Linked DNA regions of Sus scrofa: all the other regions are linked to region 4. Evidence: chromatin contacts called from public Hi-C and promoter capture Hi-C data. All regions are on one chromosome and are shown on one strand. The core of a region is the stretch at or near the end of the contact, and the rest is flanking DNA. Distances in the headings are between cores, read along the strand shown. Region 1 overlaps PTK2B (protein-tyrosine kinase 2-beta). Region 2 holds the start of ESCO2 (N-acetyltransferase ESCO2). Region 3 holds the start of EPHX2 (epoxide hydrolase 2). Region 4 holds the start of CLU (clusterin).

Region 1 (3,261 bases), core at 577-3,076, 150 kb after region 4:
AGCGGGTAGAAAGGCAACATGGGGGCAGCAACATGTTCTCCATTTTGTAACTTCTAGATGCTGTGTTTAAATCACTCTAGGGGAGTTCCCGTCGTGGCGCAGTGGTTAACGAATCCGACTAGGAGCCATGAGGTTGCGGGTTCGGTCCCTGCCCTTGCTCAGTGGGTTAACGATCCGGCGTTGCCGTGAGCTGTGGTGTAGGTTGCAGACGCGGCTCGGATCCCACGTTGCTGTGGCTTGGCATAGGCCAGTGGCTACAGCTCCGATTGGCCTGGGAACCTCCATATGCCGTGGGAGCGGCCCAAAGAAATAGCAAAAAGACAAAATAAATAAATAAATAAATCACTCTAGGCCCCTCGGGAGGGTCCCTGCCCCTGGGTGGTTCTAGAAACTTCTGTCCCTCTACTCTCCCTTATATGGAACTTGAGAGCCTACAGAATGGGCCATGCTATAGGAGTGGATAGGACAGAATCACCAGGAGAGGGTTGTTTGAGTCTTGAGATGTCCCTGTCCCCCATCCCCTGCTCCACCTTAGCTTCCCACCGCCTCCAGTGTCATCCTTACAGGGGCTGTGCGTGGGTGGGACACTTCCCCTTTCCCAAGGCCTCAGTCACTCTGCGCCCATCTCCCCCTGCAGGTGAAGGAAGACTGGAGGTACGTGGCCATGGTCATCGACAGGATATTCCTCTGGCTCTTTATCCTCGTCTGCTTCCTGGGGACCATTGGACTCTTTCTTCCTCCGTTCCTGGCTGGAATGATCTGATGTCACATCATGGCCCCGAGGTGGCATGGCTGACCGTCTTTAACTGCTGCCACCGCTGGAGTGCACCTTTGCACTGCAGGTGCCTCTCCCAGAGTCCCGCCGTCGAAGGCGTCTTGGAATGAGTCACTGACATAATCTGTGGGACACAGAGCCCAGCTCAGATGCTGAGGAGCTGGGCAAGAAGGAACTTGCTCCACAGAAGCTGCCGACACAATGGTGACAATATGAAGCCACAACGATGCTCCTGGGACGCAGATGCTGAGGGAGGGGAGGGCCAAACTGGGGGACCCAGGAGGTGGGGAGGGGCATGTGAAGGGGCTCTGACAAAGGAGGGGTGTGTGGGGAGAGGGAAGAGGGTGCTTCTGGGGTAAAAGGGCTGTGAACACCCTTTTGGATTCAGGAATGAGCCAGAAGTGTCAGGCAGAGCAGCCAGGCCGAGGTGGGCTTGAGTGTGGGGAGCAGAGGGAGGAGGTTGGAAGGCAGGCTGGGTTGTCCTTGAACCAGGTGAGGAAGGAAGCTCAGAGTCTGAGCCTGCAGGTGACACAGGAGAGTGGCAAAGCCTCCTGGGGCAGGGAGGGGAGAAGAAGGGGGAGCAAATGCCACTGGTGGGGGGCAAATGCAGGTGGTTGGGCCATGCTCCCCCCCACTTGGAAGCTCTTGTGAGGGCCCAGACTTCCTCTCACCTTTAGCCCCCCAGCCCTTCCCCATTGCAAAGTGGCTCAACATTGTTTATTGGCCATTGACCAGGGCGCCATCTGTCCTTAAATGCACGTGGACAAACTGGAAAGATGTCTCCAGCCATTCTTGACCCAACTCAGGTTCGCAGCCTGCTCACTTCCTCCCCCTAAGGCACCCAGGCCTTTTCTTCTGAGGGACTGAGAGGGAAGAGCTGGATTGCTCTGGACCCGAGATGCTGTGCAGACGCAGATGCTCCCGGACCCTTCCCTTCCCAGTCTGCCCTCCCTTCCTCCCCGAAGGCCTGACGTCTCCTGACCGGCCCTGTGAGCCTGCTCTGCAGTGTGGAATCCACAGTCCCTGGCCCTCAGCCACACCCCAGCCCCGTCCAGCCCAGGTCAGAACCTCAGCAGCAGACAGGTGTGTGGGGACCCGGCACAGGCAGCCAGGCAGGGCAAGCATCTCCTTCCCCATCGGCTGTTGGAGTTCCCTCCTTCCAAACTGCCACTTGCTTTCCCAGGGGACAGACCCAGGCTCACCACATCAGGCCCAGTCCTCCATCCTCGGTTCTCTCCAAGGCCCCCCATCCCAGGCCATGCTGGTTTACGGCTCTCCCTGCTCTGTGGATGAGCCCCTCTTTCCTACCCCTCGGGTTTCTCGGACTTGAACTCCTGGTGCAGGGCTGTCTGCTCCTGTTATCACATCTCCCATCCAGCTTGCAAGTGAGTAAAGAGATCAAATAAAGCCAAAGCCCCTGCCCCCTCAGCTCTGGGACACCCACCTCCAGGACCACCCAAGCCCCCTGGAGCCCCAGTTATTTGGATGGCAGCTGGAAGGGTGCCATTGGCATTGCTATGTGGCCTTGGAGGGGCCAACCTGGGTTCCCACTGAACAGTCACCCTTGGGTCAGGTGTGGGGGCAGAAGGCTGGAGCACGCACCTGACCCCAGCGCCTGGCATCACCGTGTGTCCCGGGATGGAGCCCTGGCGTTGGCCTTTGATCCTCACCCAAGGTAACAATCGATTCCTTCTGGGGCCGAGGCCAGAGGTCAACGTCACCTCCCCAAAGGTCAAACAAACAAGAGCATCAAACCACAAAGCAAATGGTACAATTTTAATTCATTCCCAAGTCAAATAGAAAGAAGGTAAAAGAGTGTTCTGCACAAACACAAGAGAGGGAGGGAGGGAGTGGATGAGAACGGGGGAGAGAAAAGGAGGAGTAAGAAAAGAGAAGGAAGGGGCAGAGGGGGAAGGAAAAGGGACACGGACCCCATCCAAGTCCTCTTTGGGCCTCATCTCTCCCCTTCTCCGGCCCGGCTGTGGGCACCATAGCCTCCTGAGCGCCAGCTCCCAGTGGCTTGTTCCTGGACTGTCCCAGGTCCCCCTTCGTAGGCACACGGCTGTCAGTCCAGACCAAACTCACATTAAATAAATTCCAATATACACTGTACAAGAAAGCCAGGTCCATCCCTCGTCACACCTCCCCAAAGAAAGCCCCTCCAGGCCCTCCCTCAGTGACGGGGTGTGAGGGGACCTCCGTGGGCAGAAGAGGAAGGAGAGGAGTAGCTTGGTTCCCAACTTGGCCTGCCCGGTCCTCGCACACCATCATGGGCTCTAGGGGCCCTGGTGTGGCCCCCCATCGGGCCAGGCGAGGAGTGGCTGCTGGGGAGTGGCTGGCGCTGCAGGCAGCAGCCGGCTCCCTCTGAGCCCTCCTGGTCACCCCCTGGTGTCTGCAGTCTTGAGTCCCCTCTGTCCAGCTGCAGCCTGAGCAGCACAGTCTGGGGGTGGGGTGGGGAGAGGGGTCGTGCAAAATGGCAAGGAAAG
Region 2 (2,960 bases), core at 126-2,625, 150 kb before region 4:
GTCCCCCCACTGTATTCAAATTCTCGCGCGCCAGTGGAGGCGGAAGCCGCTGCGTTCCGATTCGCCGCTGCCTAGCGCGTCCAGGAGCTGGTTCAGTGATTGGTTGCGCGCTAGCGCTTGCCCCGCCCACTCTGGAGGCGGTCTCTAAGATTCTCCCGCCCTTGAGGCAAGGCGCTCTGTACTCACGGAAACCACGTCTTCCACAATCCCTTGCGGCGGGGCAAGGCTCCACTCCCGAGGCGTTGTATCGGTGCATTCTGGGAATTGCAGTTTTCAACACAATAAAGGCACCTTCTCCGACTTGAGGCACATTCTAGGGTCACCTGGTGTAAGAAGCTTTTGTAAAGTAGCCTCAGATTCTCGAGACAATTATTTTTCACATCTGAAACCTTATTGTTACTCTAACCTTTTTTTTTTTTAACCAGAAACACGTTAGATTTCTAGCTCATTTTTTGATTTTTCAAGTTAAATGAAAAAAAAAAAATCATGGCACATAACACCTATGTGCTAGGTATTCTTACATGTATTACGTGTTTTATTTCATTTACAGCTCTCCATAGTCTATGAGATAGGTATTATCACCCCCATTTTATGGAGACTAAAACTGAGAGCCTGAAAACAATTACTATTTTCAGGACAGAACTATGTTTTTGCTTTGGAAAGCCCACAGGTTTCTGAGGCACTCATTAGCTACTGCTGTTATCTCTGTACCAGCTCCCGGCAGAGTCTCTGGCACATTTTTTAGTTCTAAATAAATTCAGTTAAGTGATGAGCTTAACTTCATAGAATGCAGTGGTCAGAAGGAAATTAAGAGAAATAATCAGGTCAAAGCTAAATGCTGTGGGAGCTTTCCTTGAGTCGGAGCATTCCCACTCTACAGCCAGGAAGATCTCTGAGGTTTAGAGGTTTGGAATTTGCCCTCTCATAGGTAATAGGGGCAGCTCTTAGATTTAAAGCAGAACAGTCCAAGTCCAAACTCAGAGAAAGAGAAGCATTTTACCTCTAAAGAATATCACTAACAACTCTGGTAGAGTGCTCTGTTTTAAACTCTTTAAGTCTATTAATTTACTAAACCCTAGGGGGTAAAAAAACCTATGAATTAGCTGCTCTATTTTCACTATGCAGCTAAGGTAAGTGCAACACCAAATGTGCCCAGGTGGTGGAGCTAGAATGAGAACAGCGAAGGAATTTGGGTTCCTTCAAAATTTAATGAGCCGCTATTAAGTACCAAGTACCGTGGTTGGCTCAGTGAACACCTAGCTGTGAAGTCGAGTTTCTGCTCTCAGGAAGTCCTTCTGCGGGTAAGAAGAGGTAGTTCAAACCAATAGATGAACTTCAAGACTTGACCACCCACGGGAAGATGTTCTGAAAACAATGGCTTGTTTTTTTCGGAAGACGGAGTTTTCCCGCAATGTCATCCAACCATCAACTGTGCTGGCTCCACCCTCTTTCCCTCAACTCCCGAGTAAACCGAGCTCCCAAAGCGAGCCAACACCTCCTCCCCACCAGATTGAAGATGGTGCCGGCGGCAGGCGTTATGACGCGACTAGACATCCGCCGGAAGTGCAAGGAAGAGTTCCGGTGAACGGGGCCTCCACGCTTCCGGTATTCTGAGCTTCCAGAGTTGAGAATTGCTAGTTTGCGCTGGAGTCGCCGTGCTGTCGCCGGGATCATGGTGTTCTACTTCACCAGCAGCAGCGGTGAGTGGGCGCCGCGACCTCCCGGGTCCCTGCTCAACCTCCAGCCTCCGAAGCCGAGATCCCCAGGCCGCGGCTGAGCCTGGTCCTTAAGCGCCTCCTCGGCAGCGGATACCCCTTCCCGCGCCCTCACTGTTTCCCTAGTCTTCTCAGTGTGCCCCCTTGTCAGGGCCTGGGGGACGTAGAGGGACCATGCCCCCTACTGGCTTTGCCTCCGTGAGTCGTTCTTTTCCCTCTATCGGAAAGACCGTTCGCTACCTGGTATTAGGCAGAGTTTGTGGACTTCTTCGCACCCCCGTCCCCAAACTCCCCTTCCCCATCCACCTACGTAACCGTCAGTCTTCTTGCTGCTTGGTAATTACCCACTTAGAGAAAGGAAAGATACTCCTGTCAACAACTCTGCTTTACAGGAAGTGTGCCTTACCCTTCTAGGAAAGGGTTGTAGGGCCTGGATGCTACAAAGAGCCATAAGAAGACCTCGGAATGGCGAGGCAGCCACTCACTGGGCAGAATTGTTGTCCCGGGACTTGAAAAGTGACATATGGTAATGTTTCTGATTCGTATTTGACAGGCAAGGAAAGGGTGTGTTTAGTTCCCAGGAAATGCTATGTCTTCATTTCTCTGCTTTTGTTTTTCTCTTTTCGTAGAATCAGCTTCCACTTAACTGCTTTTCCCCTGAGACCGTCCTGGCCTATCTTTTCCAAATGCCTTTCCCTCCTTGTTTCCACCCCAAGATTTCTTAGGTATTCCTCCTCAGGTACCCGCCTTAACATCCGTGTATACCTTTGGATTGCACTTACCATATAGTATTATAATGTTCTTTGCTTGAGCTAGAGTTTAAGTCCCTTGAGGGCAGAGACAGAAGCTCCTTGTTTCTCTAGCATAGTGCCTGGCTTGTAATAGTTACTCAATAAATACTCGTTGAATAAATGAATGATATTTTTAGATTTCTAGCACATTCCCTATTTATCGCTACTCTCTTTGCCTAGTTAAAGGTGAGATTTAAGTGAAACTAGCTCCATGGTGTTTGCTCTTTAGAGATAAGGACACTGAAGCCCAGAGGTTTAACTCACAGACCCCTCCCCCTCCTACCCAGCCCCTCCTAATCTATCACACTGTCATGCCTTATTTTTCTCAGTAGTGTAGGCTTCCACAGTATGCTGTAAGTTATTTCTCTGCCTCTGTAGGTTTAGTTTGTCTTCCCCACATTATTAAAATTACTAGAAACAGAATTCACACTAGCCTGAAAAATTGTTATAGACT
Region 3 (3,385 bases), core at 295-2,794, 130 kb after region 4:
ACTGATGCTGGTTCATTATTGATATCAATCCATTACTGATATATTTATTATTGACCTATTTACTCACTCTCTACAGACTGACATCCTTCCCAGAACAAGGGCCAAGGGAGGTGGGAAAGAATCCTAGACTGGGAGGCAGAAGGAGGAGTTCCATGGTTGCCTCTGTCATGTGATGCTGTGTAATCTGGAGCAGGTTAATCCTCTCTCCAAGCCTCAGTTTCTGCGTCTAAAAGTGAGGACTGCTCTAGCTTCTTTTGCTGAGCCCCTTTTGACCTGGCATGCTAGCGAACACCAGTCTTTTATCATTTTATATAGTAAAACAGCTCAAAAAGCCTGTTAGTCTTTGTATCACAGAATTCTAGAATGCCTTGGATAGGGCAGAACTCTCAAAGCTTCCACCCTGCTCCCGTAGTGCCAGTACGTGCCAGTAGTTTAGAATTTACTCTTCCTTGGATGTCCCTGGTGTGATCTGCCTTTCTTTGCTAAGTTTTAAAATAAATATGCTCTCCTTCCTTCTGACTGTAGGAGCAACGCATGTTTATAAGTCCTCCAAATTGGAAAATACAAAAAAGTAGAAAAGAAAGCATTCACAATCCCATCTGGGATGAATAATCCCAGGGATATTTTGGCATATGTCTTCAGGTATTTTCAACACGAAGTTTTTTTTTTTTTTCCATAGTTGAAACCATCTTGTATAAATGGTGTTATACTCTGGTGAGTTTGGTCTTTGCACTTATTAAACATTTTTTTTTAATCGAACTATAGCTGCTGGCCTACACCACAGCCACAGCAACACAGATCCAAGCCTATCTGCGACCTACACCACAGCTCATGGCAATACCGGATCCTTTAACCCACTGAGCAAGGCCAGGGATCGAACCAGCAATCTCATGGTTAGTAGTCGGATTCCTTTCTGCTGTGCCACAACCGGAACTCCGAAAACAGATATTTCCTGATGTCACTGTAACCTTATTCTGAACCTCCAGTTTACTGGTGATGTTTCCTAGTTTACCATTTTCCAGTGCTTAGGATGGGGGGTCGTTTCTGGTTTGCCCTTATAATGTGCAACACATAGGACTTTTCCCTCTAGAAACCTCAGCGCAGGTCTTTAAGGCACATTCCATTACAGAGAATTAAGTGGGCAGCAGACAGCTCAGGGAGTAATTTCTCTTACTTTAGGAAAAGCTTTCAGTATAGAGGGCAATTTTGGAGTCCTTAGAGAGATGAACTACTCATCATTTAGAAAGACAATGGATCTACCTACACTCCCTGGTACTTTAGGGCAGGGTAATTGTTTTAACCTTTTCCCCAGAGCTCCCGCCCTGCAGTAATCGGAAACCAGGGCTGGGAGTCCTGAAAGGACTTCTCCGAGAGGTCGCGCCTCTGCCGCAGGGTCCCACCCGCCAGCCTTCGGAGCGCGGGCAGTGGCGCCTGTCCCCTTACCTGGGCAGCGCCAGCTTCTCCTCGGCGCGGGCCCAGGAGGTGGTGATCGATGGCAGTGCCAGGACCCCGTCCAGGTCGAACACCGCCGCTCGCAGCGCCATGGCGGCCTCCGCCTCGGACTCGAAGCGCTTGGAGGAGTCGCAAAAAGGTCGTGGCTCCGGACCCTAGCAGCGGGCAGAGGGGGCCGCCCAGGACGAGCTCGATCCCGCCCCCTGTCCCGGCCACTCTCGCAGTCCTGGCCCCAGCACCGCCCTTCACCACGCCCCCGTCTGGGACTTGACCACGCCCCACCTCCGCCCCGCCCCCTGCCCTGGTCCCACCCTGGACGCTTTCCTGGGGGTTCCCTTGGTGTCCCCAGACCCAGGGCGGCCCAGGCTCCATCTCCATCACCTCCTGGCTCTTGGACCCAGGGTTAGAATCTCGTCTCTGGATGAATCCCCATCCGTCGCCTAAAATGAAAGTCCTAAGTACCCGAGCTCCCCGAGCTCCCGCTGTGACTGCTTGAAAGCTGGACCCAGGCCCTGGGACAGGCTGATCTCTTAAGGCGAACTTGGCAGACTTTCAGCATTCTGAGTAGGCCCGTGGAGAAGGCAGGCCTGAGAAAGAGCCAGGGGGCACAGACTCTTTAAGTGTGTGTGTGTGTGTTGCCAAAAGTTTATTCATTCAGTATTCGGATGCCCTACATTCATTTTGTTTTGCATCTCCAGTAAATTAGTAGCTTTATCGGCCTTCTTTTCTAGATCCAGTACATGTAATTACAAGTCCCTCACTATACTGACCATGTGCCTCTAGTCAGGCTCTTCGGTGTCAAGGTGGAGTATACTTCTAGAATAAACTATAATGCTCCAGGCATGGTATGCCAACCCAGCATACATTCATTCCAGTCTCCTGAGGTTTAGAAGAAATAAATTTGACCACCATTACCCCTTTGTACATTCTTCTTATATTAATGCTGCCTAAAAATGTTTGAGCTTTGTTTTAAATCACAGATTCCACATTCTTGGCTCCTTTGTGTTTCTAGAAAACCTAAACCTCCGCCTCCTTAGGAGTGTCTGACCTGGGCTTTCGAGCATGTTATTAGACTCTCTGAGCCTTTGTAGTGCAGCTCTGAGAATGAAAACATGCTCCTGGCTTGATGTTCCAGCTTGCTGAGAGCCTGGCTTGAATGCATCATCTGTGAATTTACCCGAGATATTTCCCCCCATTTACCTAGAAAAATGTTGTGAGAGATCACCAGAGACTTTACTGAAATCAAGAAGTTGTTGATGTACCAACCTTCAGTCTGGTCAACAAGAGAAATGAGTCTGCCTTGGGGTGTGTTGTGATCCAGGACCACACTTGCCTTTTTGGCTTCAGAATCTCCTCTGGGATTGTGCCTGAGAGTTGTTAGTGTTTTCTGAGATCCACTCCTAAGAAGCAAGAAGTAGGTAACACCGCCAAATGCTGTAGAAACATTGAAAAACAACAGCAATAACCCGGTTTGATATTGGACTTGGATGACACTGCGTGACCTATTTCAGAACATATTCAGTGGAGTTTTTAGAGATAGAAACTAGATCACCCTGGGTTTGAAGATTTATAAAGAGAATAAATACAGTGGTTGCTCAAGAAATTGGTAATCTCAAAAGTCCAACTGAGTCTAAAAAATAGAAAGCAAGTGGCAGTGTGACTTATGTAGTATGAAATCTCCTAAATTTAAATCTCCAGTTTAGACTTTCCTTCCATTTCCATCCTTGCATATGTAATTTCTTAATCAACACCTCCTCTTGAATATCTCATGGGGATCTTGAATTTCTTGTGACTGAAACAGAATTCTAGCTGCATTCCCATCTCCTGAGGCTTCTACTGGTCTTACTAAATGGCAGCCCCTTTCACTTGGTTGCTCAAGCCAAAGAATTTGGAGCTGCTTCCAAATTCCTGGGTCCCAGCTAAGTCCAGTGTC
Region 4 (2,921 bases), core at 369-2,868:
TCAGAGTTAAATGACTTGGTGTTAAGGAAAGGACACTGGCCTGGGGATTGGGAGAGCTGGGTCCTCATCCTGGGGCTGCCACATACTTGCTGCAGGCTTTGGGAAGCCCCATCCTGTCTGTGGGTTTGGCTTCCCCTCCAAGGGGGAGGGATTGGACAGGAGACTGGTTTCTTTCCCAGCTCGGAGCTCTATGGCTCCCGTGGTCCCAGTCCTGGTAGGAGATCCTACACTGACCACTGCTTTCCAGACTCCTCATGAAGGGCTCTTGCCTTTGGCTGCCCTGCCTCCCTTCCTCTCAGGACCCAATGCCCTGTCTTCTGGTATCAGAGGCTTATGTATGGATTTCTCAGAAATCATTGCCATCAGGGGCCTCCACACAACATCAGGGGTGTTTCTTGCTGGCTTTCTCTCTCTGGTGTGACAAAGGCTCTGTCCCTGCTCCAGGCGTTTCAGGCCTCAGTGAGCAGCTGGGGCAGAGCCGAGACACCTGAATTAGCGCCTGGCTCCACCACCCACTCACCATCTCTGGGGAAGGTGGTGACCCCGCCCTCTTCTCCCACGCTGCTTGAGAACCACAGCTCGGCTGCTTTGCTAATGATGTCTCAGGAGAGGTTTGCTTTATGAATATGCTCCCGAGGGTCCAGGGGGGCCTGCCAAGCTGAGAGCAGCTTCTGGATGTGCACCATCTCAGGAAGGAGAGACCCCCTTCCCGTTCTGTTCAGGGAAGTGGGCGAGTTCAGATTAGCGGTTCTGGGGAGGAGGTGCAGGGCACGGGGGTTCTGTTTTGCAACAGCTTCAGCTTCTGGGAAAGGGTCCATTGTGTAAGACCAGCTGGTCCAGAGCTCAGGGCAGCTGGCCGAGTGGTGGTGGGAGGACCTTGGCAGACACCCTGCTGTGGGCTTAGAATGTGCTAACCCAGAGGTCTGAGGTCCTCACTGCCTCAGACCCTGAAAAAGCAGTTTCAGGAGGTGTTGAGGCTTAGAGGCGGGCAGGGGGTAGGGGGGAGGAACTGCTGTGATTGATTGGTGATGTCTGCTGGGGCAGGATGGGTGATGCACACAGCAGCGGCCTGGACTGTCTGCACTCTGGACTGCAGTCCCCACTTTGGCAGGGGGAGGACGGGAGAGGCCAGATGAGTGACCCAAGAGAGGTGTTTTCAGAGTTTGTTTGATGTGAGCAGGTATCAGCAGATAGATGCCCTGCCTGGATGCAGACAGTATTGTGCCTTGCTCAGGCTTAGTCAGCTATTAAGGGTAAAGGGAGGAGAACGAGGAAAAGGGGGAGAAGGAGGAGGGGGACAGGGGGAGGGCAGCTTGGACCTGAGCCTGGTGGCTGTGACTCTGGAGTTCTTATATTAGGCTGCTGTCCTGTGGTTCCTGCCTCTATCTACTCCTTCCACTTGTCCGTGGCAAGTCTGAGCCTTTCTTGTCACTTCCCCAGATAAAGGGCAGTGGTGCCAGCTGAGGGGGTAGCCGAGGGCAAGGCCTCTGCTGGGCGCCTGGGAAGCCGAAGCCTCTGCAGGCAGCAGGCTAGAGCGGAAACCCCCCAGGCTGCCTGGCTGTTACCATGACAGTCCCTTGTTCTCTACAAACAGAGGCGTGCTAGAATTCCAGAACTGGAGAAGCAGGCGAGATGAAGACTCTGCTGCTCTTGGTGGGGCTGCTGCTGACCTGGGAGAATGGCCCCTGGGTGCTGGGGGACAAGGCCATCTCGGACAAAGAGCTCCAGGGTAAGTGAGCCTGTGCGCCTCCTCACATGCTCCCTCCCCGTCCTGGGTCCCAGGGTTAGAGAGCACCTTTCTCCCTCCTGTGCATCCCGTCGCACCTGCTCTGCCCCAGCCTTGCTGAGGCCTCCCTCGCCAGCCTGGGCTTTGCTGTCAGCTTGATTTCAAGGCAGTTTCAGGTTGTTCTCAAGCCCTTTCTGGCTGCTGCACCTCACTGGTCTGTTTCCCTCCGAGCCTGGCACCCACACCTCCTCCATGAAACCCCATGAAGCCTGGACCCTTGGCGCCTCTGTGGCCTGCCGTTTCTGAGTTGCCGGGGCACTTGTTCCCTGTATCCATCCCTTTCCACCTAGGAAACCAGTGCCCTGGATTCAGGAGAGGGGAACTCTCATTCCCTAAGAGGCTTGACATCCTTCAGAGCCCCGCTGGTGGTCCCCTCTTCTGCCAGACCTTTCCTGAAACCTAAATTCCCTCCTCCCCACTCTGTCCTAGCAGCTGACCACTGCAGGGCAGTAGTTAAAAACCCTGAGATCAGTTCTGGGTGGGTGTCTGGCTCCACCCTCCCCAGCTGTCTGATCTTGGGTGAGTGTCTTGATCTCTTTATCCTCATTGGTGCTGTGGGGTGAGGACAGATGGGCATGTTAAATAAAATGCATAAGAAGTGTTCAGCTTTGGAGTTCCTGTCATGGCTCAGTGGTAACGAATCCGACCAGTATGCATGAAGACGAGGGTTTGATCCCTGGCTTTGCTGTGTGTTAAGGATCTGGCATTGCCATGAGATGTGGTGTAAGCCACAGACACAGCTCAGATCTGGCATTGCTGTGGCTGTGGCATAGGCCGGCAGCTACAGCTCCAATTTGCCCCCTAGCCTGGGAACTTTCATATGCTGTGGGTGTGGCGCAAAAAAAAAAAAAAGAGAGAGAGAGAGAGAAGCGTTCAGCTCAGCTCCTGGCTCAAGATCAGAAACGTATTGGCTGTTATTTTCGGAAGTTCATTGACACTGTCTCATTGCATTTGTCACCCTGCTGTGTCTGATCACAGTCCCCTCGAGGAATGGTGTTGTTAATCCACAGTGCTTCCTGTCCCCGTCTCCTGACACCATGCATTGGAACAAAGAAGAACACATGCGTGCTTAAACTCAAGTCCAGAAAGACTTGTATCCAAAGTAATAATATTTACATTTTCATGCTTAAGCAGT

Evidence for each region. Promoter capture Hi-C pulls out the DNA fragments that hold promoters and counts their contacts. Hi-C and Micro-C count contacts between places; a contact is called where the count stands out from the background.
Region 1: a contact with region 4 is called in a Hi-C map of liver, with 7 times the contacts expected there. The contact joins the enhancer-like site here to the promoter of CLU in region 4. A contact is called at or near these places in 3 of 5 promoter capture datasets (fetal liver, fetal skeletal muscle and liver), 14 of 47 Hi-C or Micro-C datasets (embryonic fibroblasts, epiblast stem cells, fetal heart ventricle and 9 more) and 1 of 2 datasets of contacts at active chromatin or transcription factors (skeletal muscle).
Region 2: a promoter capture Hi-C map of liver shows a contact between it and region 4, with 4 times the contacts expected there. The contact joins the promoter of ESCO2 here to the promoter of CLU in region 4. A contact is called at or near these places in 1 of 5 promoter capture datasets (liver), 2 of 47 Hi-C or Micro-C datasets (alveolar macrophages and embryonic fibroblasts) and 1 of 2 datasets of contacts at active chromatin or transcription factors (skeletal muscle).
Region 3: a contact with region 4 is called in a Hi-C map of liver, with 4 times the contacts expected there. The contact joins the promoter of EPHX2 here to the promoter of CLU in region 4. A contact is called at or near these places in 2 of 5 promoter capture datasets (fetal liver and liver), 7 of 47 Hi-C or Micro-C datasets (embryonic fibroblasts, fetal heart ventricle, fetal skeletal muscle and 4 more) and 1 of 2 datasets of contacts at active chromatin or transcription factors (skeletal muscle).

What each region holds. Positions count from the first base shown.
Region 1 is chr14:11,193,471-11,196,731 of Sscrofa11.1, reverse strand. It overlaps PTK2B (protein-tyrosine kinase 2-beta), which reads right to left. Exons shown (of 31, transcript XM_001925998.6): 31 at 2,537-3,261. It overlaps CHRNA2 (neuronal acetylcholine receptor subunit alpha-2), which reads left to right. Exons shown (of 6, transcript XM_021073187.1): 6 at 638-3,000. The coding sequence ends at 763. Among named protein-coding and RNA genes, the nearest start is that of CHRNA2, 9.2 kb to the left of the region's middle. Within about 2 kb of position 1,826, at least 2 of the 83 cell types and tissues checked have an H3K27ac peak or open chromatin away from gene starts, as enhancers often do. A contact at or near this core is called in fetal liver and liver, where this site is marked.
Region 2 is chr14:11,493,712-11,496,671 of Sscrofa11.1, reverse strand. It overlaps ESCO2 (N-acetyltransferase ESCO2), which reads right to left and starts at 1,375. Exons shown (of 12, transcript XM_021074432.1): 1 at 1-1,375. It overlaps CCDC25 (coiled-coil domain containing 25), which reads left to right and starts at 1,608. Exons shown (of 9, transcript NM_001243572.1): 1 at 1,608-1,700. The coding sequence starts at 1,673.
Region 3 is chr14:11,215,284-11,218,668 of Sscrofa11.1, reverse strand. It overlaps EPHX2 (epoxide hydrolase 2), which reads right to left and starts at 1,544. Exons shown (of 19, transcript NM_001001641.1): 1 at 1,444-1,544. The coding sequence starts at 1,544.
Region 4 is chr14:11,347,689-11,350,609 of Sscrofa11.1, reverse strand. CLU (clusterin) reads left to right here and starts at 1,618. Exons shown (of 8, transcript NM_213971.1): 1 at 1,618-1,729. The coding sequence starts at 1,633.